Linked DNA regions of Salmo salar: region 1 is linked to region 2. The links are chromatin contacts, called in public Hi-C maps. All regions are on one chromosome and are shown on one strand. The core of a region is the stretch at or near the end of the contact, and the rest is flanking DNA. Distances in the headings are between cores, read along the strand shown. Region 1 holds the start of ppp1cab (protein phosphatase 1, catalytic subunit, alpha isozyme b). Region 2 holds the start of pelo (pelota mRNA surveillance and ribosome rescue factor).

Region 1 (6,065 bases), core at 1,009-3,508, 180 kb after region 2:
ACAAAAATGTAGGCTTAATCCAGTACAAATGTATAGAATGTATTATACAAGACACAAAATTCACAAATTATATAGCACAACGACAGAGCCATGTCTTAAGTGTAAAACTAACAATGACTCAATAATCCATGCCTTCTGGGAATGCTATGAAGTCCAAAAGGTATGGGCGTAGTTAGAAATTTGGCTGTCAGAAGTATTACAATGTAAATTTACTTTTAATCCGGCTGTCTGCATATTTGAAGACATGTCATGAGGGTGCAGTAAGGTACCTGATGTGTTGGACAATTCTCTTCTCGTCAGTTATACTGAAAAAACGTATACTTAAACTGGAAATCAATCAATCCTCCACTGTTAAGACAATGGAAAAATATGATTCATTATCTAATTATTGAAAGAGCGTGGGTGACGGAGAAGACCAAAATGGTGCAATTTGTGGTGGAGAGTAGTGCAGGCACTGGAGATAGGGGTGAGAACTGTAGGTCTGTAGGTTGTCAGTTGTATGTTTTGTATTGTATGAATTTAAAAAAAAAATATTTACCAAAAAAAAATTTTTTTATTTGTTTGCTATCCGGCTTTCGAAACATATGGCCCTTATCTTTCATCAGTGAGAAAGAATCCTTCAAATAAAAGACAATTACTGTAGCAGTTTTTCCCAGATCCATACAGCTATAGGTGCCTCCATTCGACTAGACGACACATCCGCTACACATCCCAAGTTAAGATTACACACAGGTGTTTGGAGCAAGCTAGATAGCTATTTAGCACAGGTGGTCGTGTCTGTCTTCAGTCTGTTTTTCGTAAACAAGCACTTAACATGAAGATATGGCCGTGTGGGAACAATAACGCTAACCTATAAAAAGGCGTATATCAATTTAACCTTTTGTTTTCTGAAAATTATTGCTGATATGAAATATATGGTCCTTATGCTTCCAAAACCGTACCGCAAGAGATGCGTCTTAATGTTCAGACTGAGCATCGAGACTCATAACAAACCCCCCTGTAAAGAAGACACCTTCGTCCAATGAATTATACGTAATGTAACGGAACTGAGAGTCATGATCGAGGGCTAGCCAACTACCTATCCAGCTAGCCAGATAAAGGTGTCTGCATACTAGGTTCGGTTTGCTCTTACCACAACTCAACTATGTGAAGCTAACATAATGTATATAAACCCTGGAGTGCATATGCTATGTATAGGCCAATGAGAGGCCAAGAAGCCTCCGATCGGCCATATTGACACTCCCGAGAAGAAGCAGAATAAATACACAATATTTGAATTCAATGTTTTGTCAAAGGACAAAATTACATGTGTTAAAGTGTTTTTGAAAATTCCAAGAACAGTTGAACTACAAAAAAAATACTGAGGAAAATGTAGATTTTTTTTGTATTTTTATCTTACATAATAACATTTGTAAGTATGCATTAAGGTGTCTGGAATATAATAAATGTGGTAAAAACAAAAGTAGACATTAATAAAAGCATTATTATATCTTCCCAAATATTTTTTACAACGGTGGGACGTGGTAACTTCAAAACAGCGCCCCGTCAGGCTTCTATTGTAATGAAACAGGCAGGGAGCAGGCCTCGAACCCTCGATCTTCTAGCCCGAAGTCCAGCGCGCTATCGACTGTGCCTCAAAAGCATGCTCAAGCGGCAGTCGATATCCGCGCTTATAAACCAAGGGTCGTTACAGTATAAGTTATTTGCTCGAACAGACGAAAAAGAAAATAAAAAAATCGCCGAACACCAAAAATAACAAAAACGTCACAAAATGTCGTCATAATATATGCGCGACCGGTTTCGACTGGGAAGCATATGGTGAGCTTTAGTCGTTGATGCTAGATGGCCTGTGAAGTTGCTAGTTCACCACAAAAAAAATGTGGGGGGGGGAAGAGATGTTCTTACCTTCCAGAAGTCGCTGTATGATGGAGTCGATGTTTAATTTATCGGCTTCTGCCATAATATTCCTGTGATAAGTTTTCCGTTTCGAATAATCAAAAAAAATGTAGCAGGCTTGTTAACTAGGTGAGCTAGTTTAATCAGCTAACGTTAGCCCGCTAACCTTGCGCCAGATAATGCCTCAATAGTTGAAGTTGGGGGGGAAATGTTTATGGATTTCCCCGAAGAATATTTCAACAAAAGGCGTTAATTATCGAGTTTTCATACCGGTTTAGATTTCACCGAGTTATATTTCAATATGTTTCACCTTCAACTGGATAGCACCCAGCCCTCAACAAAAGGACCGCTGAGAAGCAGGCAAGAATAACTAAGTACTTCCGGGTCACGATTTTTTTGAACGCTTCAGAATAGGAGCCCAGTCCTGAGCGTGTTGTAAATGAATAATTAGAGCGACAATTGTGGAAAATGTGCACAAATAGCGTTCTGTTATGTACAGGTTATGATACAAAGAATTAGATCAACAATGTTTTGTCTGTACACAATTTACTGTACATTGTTGCAGCAATGAGCACTTCTAGTTTCCAAATCCAGAGTTAACACCAGCGTTGCTGCTAATTTTGATGCACTTAAATAGTGGGCAATCAGTTTAAATCCATTCCATTTTTCAAATTGTACGAACATTGAACCATACACAATTTCCTGTACAGTGTGTCGCAGTACAAGGGGTGTCCATTATACTCAGGGCCCTTAAAGTGGAACTGACTGTTTTAACTACTCTGCAGATATTAAACAAACACAATCATAATGTCAGTCAAAAATATTAAATTCCCAGTTCATGCCACAAAAGCTACTTCATAAAAGGTTTTAAAAATAGGTACTATTTGACTCAAAATTCCATGACATACAGTAAGGCATTGTTGGCATAATAGATGGATGCAGTTCAATGCATGATTCATATAGTTCAATACATTTCTTGGTAGTACAAAATATATTAACCCAAAATATAACCCATCCCCCCTCTTCAGAGGACACATCTTTTTTTAGTTTTTAGCTTTTCTGCTACATATACAGTGGCTTCGGGAAAAGTATTCAGATCCATTGACTTATTCCACATTTTGTTACGTTACAACCTTATTCTAAAATTTATTAAATCGTTTTCCCCCATCGTCAATCTACACACAATACCCCATTAAGACAAAGCAAAAACAGTTTGAGAATAAAAAAAAAAAAAAAAAAAGTAGTCAGACCCTTTACTCAGTACTTTGTTGAAGCAATTTTGGCAGTGATTACAGCATTGATTCTTCCTCAAGCTTGGCACACCTGTATTAGGGGAGTTTATCCCATTCTCTGCAAATCCTCTAAAGCTCTGTCAGGTTGGATGGTGAGTGTTGCTGCACAGCTATTTTCAGGTCTCTCCAGAGATGTTCGATCAGGTTCAAGTCCAGGCTCTGGCTGGGCCACTCAAGGACATTCAGAGACTTGTCCCGAAGCCACTCCTGCATTGTCTTGGCTGTGTGCTTAGGGTCCTTGTCCTGTTGGAACGTGAACCTTCGCCCCAGTCTGAGGTCCTGAGCGCTCTGGAGCAGGTTTTCATCAAGGATCTCTCTGTACATTGCTCTGTTCATCTTTGCCTCGATCCTCACTAGTCTCCCAGTCCTTGCCTCTGAAAACTTCCCCACAGCATGATGCTGCCACCACCATGCTTCACCGTAGGGATGGTGCCAGGTTTCCTCCAGACGTGACTCTTGGCATTAATGCCAAAGAGTTCAATCTTGGTTTCATCAGACCTGAGAATCTTGTTTCTCATGGTTTGAGAGACTTGAGGTGCCTTTTGGCAAACTCCAAGCGGGCTGTCATGTGCCTTTTACTGAGGAATGGCTTCCATCTGGCCACTCTACCATAAAGGCCTGATTGGTGGAATGCTGCAGAGATGGTTGTCCTTCTGGAAGGTTCTCCCATCTCCACAGAGGTACTCTAGAGCTCTGACAGAGTGACCATCAGGTTCTTTGTCACCTCCCTGACCAAGGCCCTTTTCCCCCGATTGCTCAGTTTGGCCAGGTGGCCAGCTGTAGGAAGTCTTGGTAGTTCCAAACATCTTCCATTTAAGAATGATGGAGGCCACTGTGTTCTTGGGGACCTTCAATGCTGCAGAAATGTTTTGGTACCCTTCCCCAGATCTGTGACTTGACACAATCCTATCTTGGAGCTCGACAAACAATTCCTTCAACCTCATGGCTTGGTTTTTGCTCTGACGTGCACTGTCAGCTGTGGGACCTTATATTGACAGGTGTGTGCCTTTCCAAATCATGTCCAATCAATTGAATTTACCACAGGTGAACTCCAATCAAGTTGTAGAAACATCTCAATGATGATCAATGGAAACAGGATGCACGTAAGCTCAATTTCGAGTCTCATAGCAAAGAGTCTGAAAACGTATATAAATAAGGTATTTCTGTTTTTAATATTTTATACATTAGAGAAAAAAGGTAAAAACCTGTTTTCACTTTGTCATTATGAGGTGTTGTGTGTAGATTGATGATAATATATATTTTTTAAATACATTTTAGAATAAGGCTGCAACGTAACACAATGTGGGAAAAAGGGAAGGGGTCTGAATACTTTCCAATATTTTCGAAGAAGTCATTATTATTTGGCCCATACCGGTTAATTACCCAGATATGTTTTTGGTCCAATAATATATTTAAAAGGATCCATTTTCTTTAGCACAGTTTGCACAATCGTATCAAAATTGTTGTTAATTAATATAATCACCCCTTTTGAGTTTCTTTGCCTATGAAAAATATATGATATTCTTTCTCTTTTAGCCAGGTAAAAATGTATCTTTTTTTGTGATCTGTTAAGCCATAACAGTTGTAACTGGCTATATTTATTTTTCCACCACAACCAATGTTTGTAAAGTTATTTGACCTTATTTGTCCTTTTCTGCTGCTTTTGAGACACAGTTCGATCCCTCCTTGGGGCACTAACTGTGAAGTAAATAAAACGCTAAACAATCACAAATCAGTAACTATTTGTCACTATGTATTATTATTCTAATATGTATTCATTATAGAATTGTGTCAGTTATTGATGATAAACCTTTAAACTGCACTCTTCCTCCCCTCCCTTCCCATCTCTCTATTTTTCAGCTCCAGATGACAAACTCCAAGGGAGTGTGTGTGCATGTTGTATTTTCTTTTTCCTTGTCAGCCACCATCTCTCCTAACCATGACCTCTCCACCAACTGTGAGTAAGCACAACTGCACATGTTCGTTGTGGGAAATGGATAACACAATCTGTAGGCCAAAATATCTCCAATCCTAAAATAAAATGGAGCATACATATAAAAGCAAGTAGTTACAATATATTGACATTTTAGTCATTTAGCAGACGCTCTTATCCAGAGCGACTTACAGTAGTGAATGCATACATTTCATAAATGTTTTTCCCGTACTGGTCCCCCGTGGGAAGCGAACCCACAACCCTGGCATTGCAAACACCATGCTCTACCAACTGAGCCACACGGGATTTACATACTTGTGTGAGAGAGTGTCTGTTTTATTTTTTCTTGTTAGCCACCCATCTCTGCTTGGTTCACTCCAGACCTGACTGCCCTTGACCAGCAAAACAACATCCTGTGGCAGACTGCAATGGCATCGAATAGTCCCCGTGATATGCAACTATTCAGGGAACAGGAACCAATACACACAGTCAGTCAGGAAAGCAAAGGCTAGCTTTTTCAAGCAGAAATTTGCATCCTGTAACTCTAACTCCAAAAGGTTTTGGGACACTGTAAAGTCCATGGAGAACAAGAGCACCTCCTCCCAGCTGCCAACTGCACTGAGGCTAGGTAACACGGTCACCACCGATAAATCCATGATAATCGAACATTTCAATAAGCATTTCTCTACAGCTGGCCATGCCTTCCTCCTGGCTACTCCAACCCCGGCCAACAGCTCCCCCCCCCCCCACAGCTACTCGCCCGAGCCTCCCCAGCGTCTCCTTCACCTAAATCCAGATAGCAGATGTTCTGAAAGAGCTGCAAAACCTGGACCCGTACAAATCAGCTGGGCTAGACAATCTGGACCCTCTCTTTCTAAAACTATCCGCCACAATTGTTGCAACCCCTATCACTGGCCTCTTCAACCTCTCTTTCCTATCATCTG
Region 2 (6,745 bases), core at 3,500-5,999:
TTCGATGGGGTTGAGGTCAGGGCACTGTGCTGGCCAGTCAAGTTCTCCAACACCGATCTCAACAAACCATTTCTGTATGGACCTTGCATTGTGCACGGGGGCATTGTCATGCTGAAACAGGAAAGATCATTCCCCAAACTGTTGCCACAAAGTTGGAAGCACGGAATCGTCTAGAATGTCATTGTATGCTGTAGTGTTAAGATCTCTCTTCACTGGAACTAACAGGCCAAGCACAAACAATAAAAAACAGCCCCAGACCATTATTTCTCCACTACCCAACTTTACAGTTGGCACATCGCTGTCGGGCAGGTAGCGTTCTCCTGGCATCCACCAAACCCAGATTTGTCCGTCGGACTGCCAGATGGTGAAGCGTGATTCATCATTCCAGAGAACGCGTTTCCACTGCCCCCAGAGTCCAATGGCGGTGAGCTCTACACCATTCCAGCCGACGCATGGCATTGCACATGATCTTAGGCTTGTGTGTGGCTGTGTGTGGCTGCATTTCATGAAGCGACCGACGAACAGTTCCTGTGCTGAAGTTGCTTACAGAGGCAGTTTGGAACTCAGTACTAAGTGTTGCAACAAGAGGACAGATGATTTTTAGGTGCTACGTGCTTCAGCACTCGGCGGTCCCGTTCTGCGAGCTTGTGTGGCCTACCACTTCGCAGCTGAGCCGTTGTTGCTCCTAGACGTTTCCACTTCGCAAAAACAGCACTTACAGTTGACATGGGCAGCTCTACCAGTGCAGAAATGTGACGAAATGACTTTTTGGAAAGGTGGCATCCTATGACGGTGCCACATTGAAAGCCACTGAGCTCTTCAGTTTGGCCATTCTACTGCCAATGTTTGTTTATGGAGATTGCATGGCTGTGTGCTCGATTTTATACACCTGTCAGCAACGGGTGTGGCTGAAATAATGAAATCCACTAATTTGAAGGGGTGGCACATACTTCTGTATACAGTGTATTCGGAAAGTATTCAGACCCCTTCAGTTTTTCCACATTTTGTTACGTTACAGCCTTATTCTAAAATTGATTCAATTGTTTTTTTCCCCTCATCAATCTACACACAATACTCCATAATGACAAAGCAAAAACAGTTTCTTTTTCTTCACATTTAAAACAAAAACATCACATTTACGTAAGTATTCGGACTCTTTACTTAGTACTTTGTTGAAGCACCTTTGGCAGCGATTACAGCCTCGAGTCTTCTTGGGTATGATGCTACAAGCGTTACACACCTGTATTTGGGGGGTTTCTGTCATTCTTCTCTCCAGGTCCTCTTAAGCTCTGTCAGGTTGGATGGGGAGAGTCGGTGCACAGCTATTGTAGGTCTCTCCAGAGATGTTTGATCGGGTTCAGGTTCGGGCTCTGACTGGGCCACTCAAGGACATTCAGAGACTTGTCCCAAAGCCACTCCTGCACTGGAGCAGGTTTTCATCTAGGATCTCTCTGTACTTTGCTCAGTTCATCTTTCCCTCAATCCTGACTAGACTCCCAGTCCCTGCTGCTGAAAAACATCCCCACAGCATGATACTGCCACCAACATGCTTCACAGTAGGGATGGTATTGGCCAAGAAGAGCGATGCTTGGTTTCCTCCAGATGTGAAACTTGGTAATCAAGCCAAAGAGTTCAAACTTTTGGCCGTGCTTCCTACACTTGGAGTAGCTTACTGAACGCGCAAACAACAAGGAGGTATTTGGACATAAATTATGGACTTTATCGAACAAAACAACATTTATTGTGGACCTGGGATTTCTGGAAGTGCCTTCTGATGAAGATCATCAAAGGTAAGTGAATATTTCTAATGCTATTTATGATTTTAGATGACTCCAAAATGGCGGGTATCTGTATTGCTTGATGTCTTTTTCTGAGCGCAGTACTTCTCCGTGAAGCTTTTTTTAAATCTGTCACAGCGGTTGCATAAAGGAGATGTTCATCTATAATTCTTTGAATAACAGTTTAATATTTTATCAACGTTTATGATGAGTATTTTTGTAAATTGTAGTGCTGATTCACCGGCAGTATTGGAGGCAAAATATTTTCTGAACATCACGCGCCAATGTAAAATGCTGTTTTTGGATATAAATATCAACTTGATCGAACAAAAAATGCATGTATTGTGTAACATGATGTCCTAGGAGTGTCATCTGATGAAGATCGTCAAAGGTTAGTGCATAATTTTAGCTGGTTTTCGTGACACCTGTCCTTGCTAGGAAAATGGCTGTGTGGTTTTTCTTGTGTTGGAACTGTCCTAACATAATCTAACTTTATGCTTTCGCCGTACCGCCTTTTTGAAATCGGACAATGTGGTTACATTACGGAGACGTGTATCTTTAAAATGGTTTAAAATAGTCTTATGTTCGAGAACTTTGAATTATGACATTTTGTGGTTTTGAATTTGGCGCTCAGATTTTTCACTGGCTGTTGAATAGTGTGAACCGTGGGTGGGTAGCGTCCCACCTCCCCAAGAGAGGTTAAATGTAAATGTCAAGGAGAATTGAAAATTCCAAAAACCAGGCATTCAAGGCACATGCTCATTGATTTTGTAATGTTTGCGCAGAGGAACACAGCATTAGCCATGGCAAAATGCACAGAATTCAAGTAAATTAGTTTCAAAACTTCAAAATGTGTACTGCAGAAAATGTGATTTCCAACAGTAACATTTTCTGTATGCCAAGAAACCTTTACATTTCTGGTTAAAAGACTATGTAAGAGTTTACACTTCCCCTTACAATGAACTGTGGCCCAGTCATTTAGCAGACGCTCTTATCCAGAGCGACTTACAGTAATGAATGCATACATTTCATACATTATTTTTTTTTCTTTTCGTACTGGTCCCCCGTGGGAAACGATGTGTTTTGTGAGAGAGATTATTTAGCTAAAATAAATACAAATCTGAAAACATAGTTTGTATGGAACCATCGCACAGGGATCCCAATAACTTGTTAGGTCCTGTCGGTGAGCACCAGTATCATTCTCTGTGGGGTCATGGACAACAGCACACTTATTCAGTACTGCAGATTACACTGATCAACCACAAGATAAAAATAAACTGTCTACCAAATCTATTTATTTGAAAATGTTGATTACTTCTACTTGACATTCACCTTATAATAAAACATGACGGGATTGTATATATTTTTGCTAACATATGGGTCGTCTGGACAATAGAACGTGTTAAAATTCACCCAAGGCTGAAAAATGGCAAAAGAACGTTGGCTAAGATGGAACACTAGCGTGAGCCCATAGCTAATGAATGGAATCTAACGTTCACAGAGCCTGTTTTGACTGGAGAGATGCCTAAATGGCACCAAAAAATGTATCCTTTCTTATTTTACCACTACAATATGTTCTTAGGACGAAACTTAAAAATAACTACTCGTGTAGAAAGTAAACATCCGCACATCGATGGTGCCAAGTGTGCTTATGTCTGCATAACATGTAGGGGGGAAATGGCAACTTTTGACTATTTCTGGTCCAGCGACCGATGACAGGAGAGTACGCTGCCCAACCTTGTGTAATTAGAAAGAGAAGATTATCTTGATTAACAATGGTGTCCGACTTGAAAAGAATATAAATATACACCTTGCGAGATGGCAAAATATACCAGTATGCCTCTCCATAGGAAAACAATGGGGGGAACAATGGGGGGAAGCCTTACACAATTAGAAAGAGGAGATTATCCTGTTTAAAAGTTTCCAATTTGAGAAAAAAAATCAAAATATAAACATTGCGAGATATTTGGCAAAATAGACAGACATGCCTATATTTCCCTATAGTAAACAATGGGACGACCTCAGAGTTCCATGAGTATTTTTTGGTTGTTGTTTCCATTCTAACTACCAGCAACGTGGGCAGGTCTCGTTGCCATCGATAGCGAAGCAGGCATTGTAACATAGAACAATAAACTGGGAATAGAACGTTCAGAAGGCGACTTAGTGCCACGTTGCTCAATATAACTAATAAAGCCAGTTTTTTCGTGATTACTTCAAAACTACGGCAAGCAGCTGGGACATACAGTAATATTATGATACTGGGCTCCACAACCGATGCAATGAACTAGTTATCAGAAAAAAAGTGTCCAGCCTAATTCGCCGGTTTGCCTGCGCGGGGGTCCCTTAACAACAAAAGTTTGAAAACCCCTGGTATAGGGCACTCAGCACAACAATATTATAATGCAATGGTATTCCTATGATGATATTCTAGCTAAGCTAGCTAGTATGCATGACTATGAGTATGGACAACTGCCCATATTTTGTGCTCAGCAGCTGATAAACCAGGACGGCCATTTCCATGTCAAATTCAACAACACATGGATACAACATTGTTCTTGTTTAATGATGTATCGAGATGCATACAATACACTGGTGGTGACTGTGAATAGTTGCACTGCACCAGATGTATGTACTGCTACGTCGGACACTTGTGCTAGCTAGCAACAAAATAAGGCGACAGACTTGCGCTAGCGTTATTGTACGTTAGCTTGCCAGCTAGCTAGCCTGTTGACGCTTACTTACCCGGCATTGTCTTTTTCGATATCTTTATGAAGCAACTTCATGGTGTAATAGCTTTGTTATAAACAACAGTACTATTTGTTAGCATATGAAGGCGCTATTATTACATTTAGCTAGTGTCATATTTACTCCCTCTCAAGAGTCTATTTCTTTAGAATGAACCACTCAAGAGATTAGGGTTGGTGGCCTGACCTCCGTTCCGCCAGCAAGAATAAGTTATACCTCGCAAGAATAAGGTGGAAACTTCCGTTCAAAATAAAAGTCCCACAGTGAAGACGGTAGATTTTTTGGTTCTTTCGAAATTCGTGCAGTAATACCTAACAATACAAAACGATACACATAAATTAAAAAAACTAAGACATCAGAAAGAGCAGAGTCCGGAATATAAATATATATATGTATATACAATGGTGTGTATAGACAGTATGGACAGTATATTAATAGAAAATGTGCATACAGAAGTAGTTATATAGGACTAGCCTTGACTAGAATACAGTCTATACATACGAAGTGGGTAAAACAGTATGTAAACATTGTGACCAGTGTTCGATCACTATTTACCGTGCCTTCAGAAAGTATTCACACCCTTGACTTTTTCCACATTTTGTTATATCACAGCTTGAATTTAAAATGGATTAAATTTAGGTTTTGTGTCACTGATCTAAACACAATACCCCATAATGTCAAAGTGGAATTATGTTTATAGACATTTAAATTGTTTTATTAAAAATGAAAAGCTGAAATGTCTTGAGTCAATAAGTATTCAACCCTTCTGTTATGGCAAGCCTAAATATGTTCAGGAGTAAACATGTGCTTAACAAGTCACATAATAAGTTGCCTGGACTCACTCTTTGTGCAATAATAGTGTTTAACATGATTTTTGAACGACTACACACATACAATTATCTGTAAGGTCCTCAGTCGAGCAGAGAATATCAAGCACAGATTCAATTACAAAGACCATTGGTAGATGAGTAAAAAACAACAGACATTAAATAATCCCTTTGAGCATGGTGCAGTTATTCATTACACTTTGGATGATGTATCAATTCACCCAGTCACTACAAAGAGGCCCTTCCTAACTCAGTTGCCAGAGAGGAAGGAAACCACTCAGGGATTTCACCATGAGGCCAATGGTGATTTTAAAACAGTTATAGGGTTTAATAGCTGTTATATGAGATAACTGCGGATGGATCAACAACATTGTAGTTACTCCACAACACGAACATAAACACCATAGTACCCTCTAAGCTCATCATCAAGCTTGGGGCCCTGGGTCTGAACCCTGCCCTGTGCAACTGGGTCCTGGACTTTCTGACGGGCTGCCTACAGGTGGTGAAGGTAGGCATCAACACCTCCACTACGCTGATCCTCAACACAGGGGCCCCACAAGGGTGCGTGCTCAGCTCCCTCCTGCACTCCCTGTTTACCCACGCACGCCTCCAACTCAATCATCAAGTTTGCAAACGACACAACAGTGGTAGGCCTGATTACCAACAACGACGAGACAGCGTACAGGTGAGGGCCCTGGCATAGTGGTGTCAGGAAAATAACCTCTCCTTCAATGTGAACAAACCGAAGGAGCTGATTGTGGACTTCAGGAGACAGCAGAGGGAGCACGCCCACATCTACATCGATGGGGCTGCAGTGGAGAAGGTGAAAAGCTTCAAGTACCTTGGCGTACACATCACTGACAATCTGAAATGGTCCATCCACACAGACAGTATGGTGAAGAAAGCGCAACAGCTCCTCTTCAAACTCAGGCTGCTGAAGAAATTCGGCTTGGCCCCTAAGACCTTCACAAACTTTTACAGGCCTGTCGGGCTGTATCACCGCCTGCTACGGCAACCTCACCATCTGCAACCGCAGGTTTCACGCTGTTGAGTGTGAAAGATGACGCTCCTCGGTGTGTAAACTATGTGGATTTGGATAGTAAATGTGCTCCTAAGTAGAATGGGAACCCCTATTACTGCAACACAATGTATAGGCAATAACGTACAGCTGTTATAAATGATAGGAGTGCACAAACAACCTTGTTAACCATTTAAGCTTAAAATAAATACAAATATTTATTATAGAAATACTTTTAAATATTCTTTGTATAGTATCTAGTGTAAACTATATCGCTAATTGTGCAATTTTTTCATAATTTCCGCCCTACTTATTCATTTAATAAGGATACAGGACGGGACTCTTATTCTGAAGGATTGCGCTGGGCTCAAACACAA

What was found. A called contact is a pair of places that touch in the nucleus more often than the background predicts.
Region 1: a contact with region 2 is called in a Hi-C map of gill, with 2.9 times the contacts expected there. The contact joins the promoter of ppp1cab here to the promoter of pelo in region 2. A contact is called at or near these places in 2 of 3 Hi-C or Micro-C datasets (gill and muscle).

What each region holds. Positions count from the first base shown.
Region 1 is chrssa19:64,497,082-64,503,146 of Ssal_v3.1, forward strand. It overlaps ppp1cab (protein phosphatase 1, catalytic subunit, alpha isozyme b), which reads right to left and starts at 2,259. Exons shown (of 7, transcript NM_001141712.1): 1 at 1,906-2,259. The coding sequence starts at 1,960.
Region 2 is chrssa19:64,311,917-64,318,661 of Ssal_v3.1, forward strand. pelo (pelota mRNA surveillance and ribosome rescue factor) reads right to left here and starts at 4,750. Exons shown (of 13, transcript XM_014158567.1): 1 at 4,521-4,750. The coding sequence starts at 4,561. It also overlaps LOC123729070.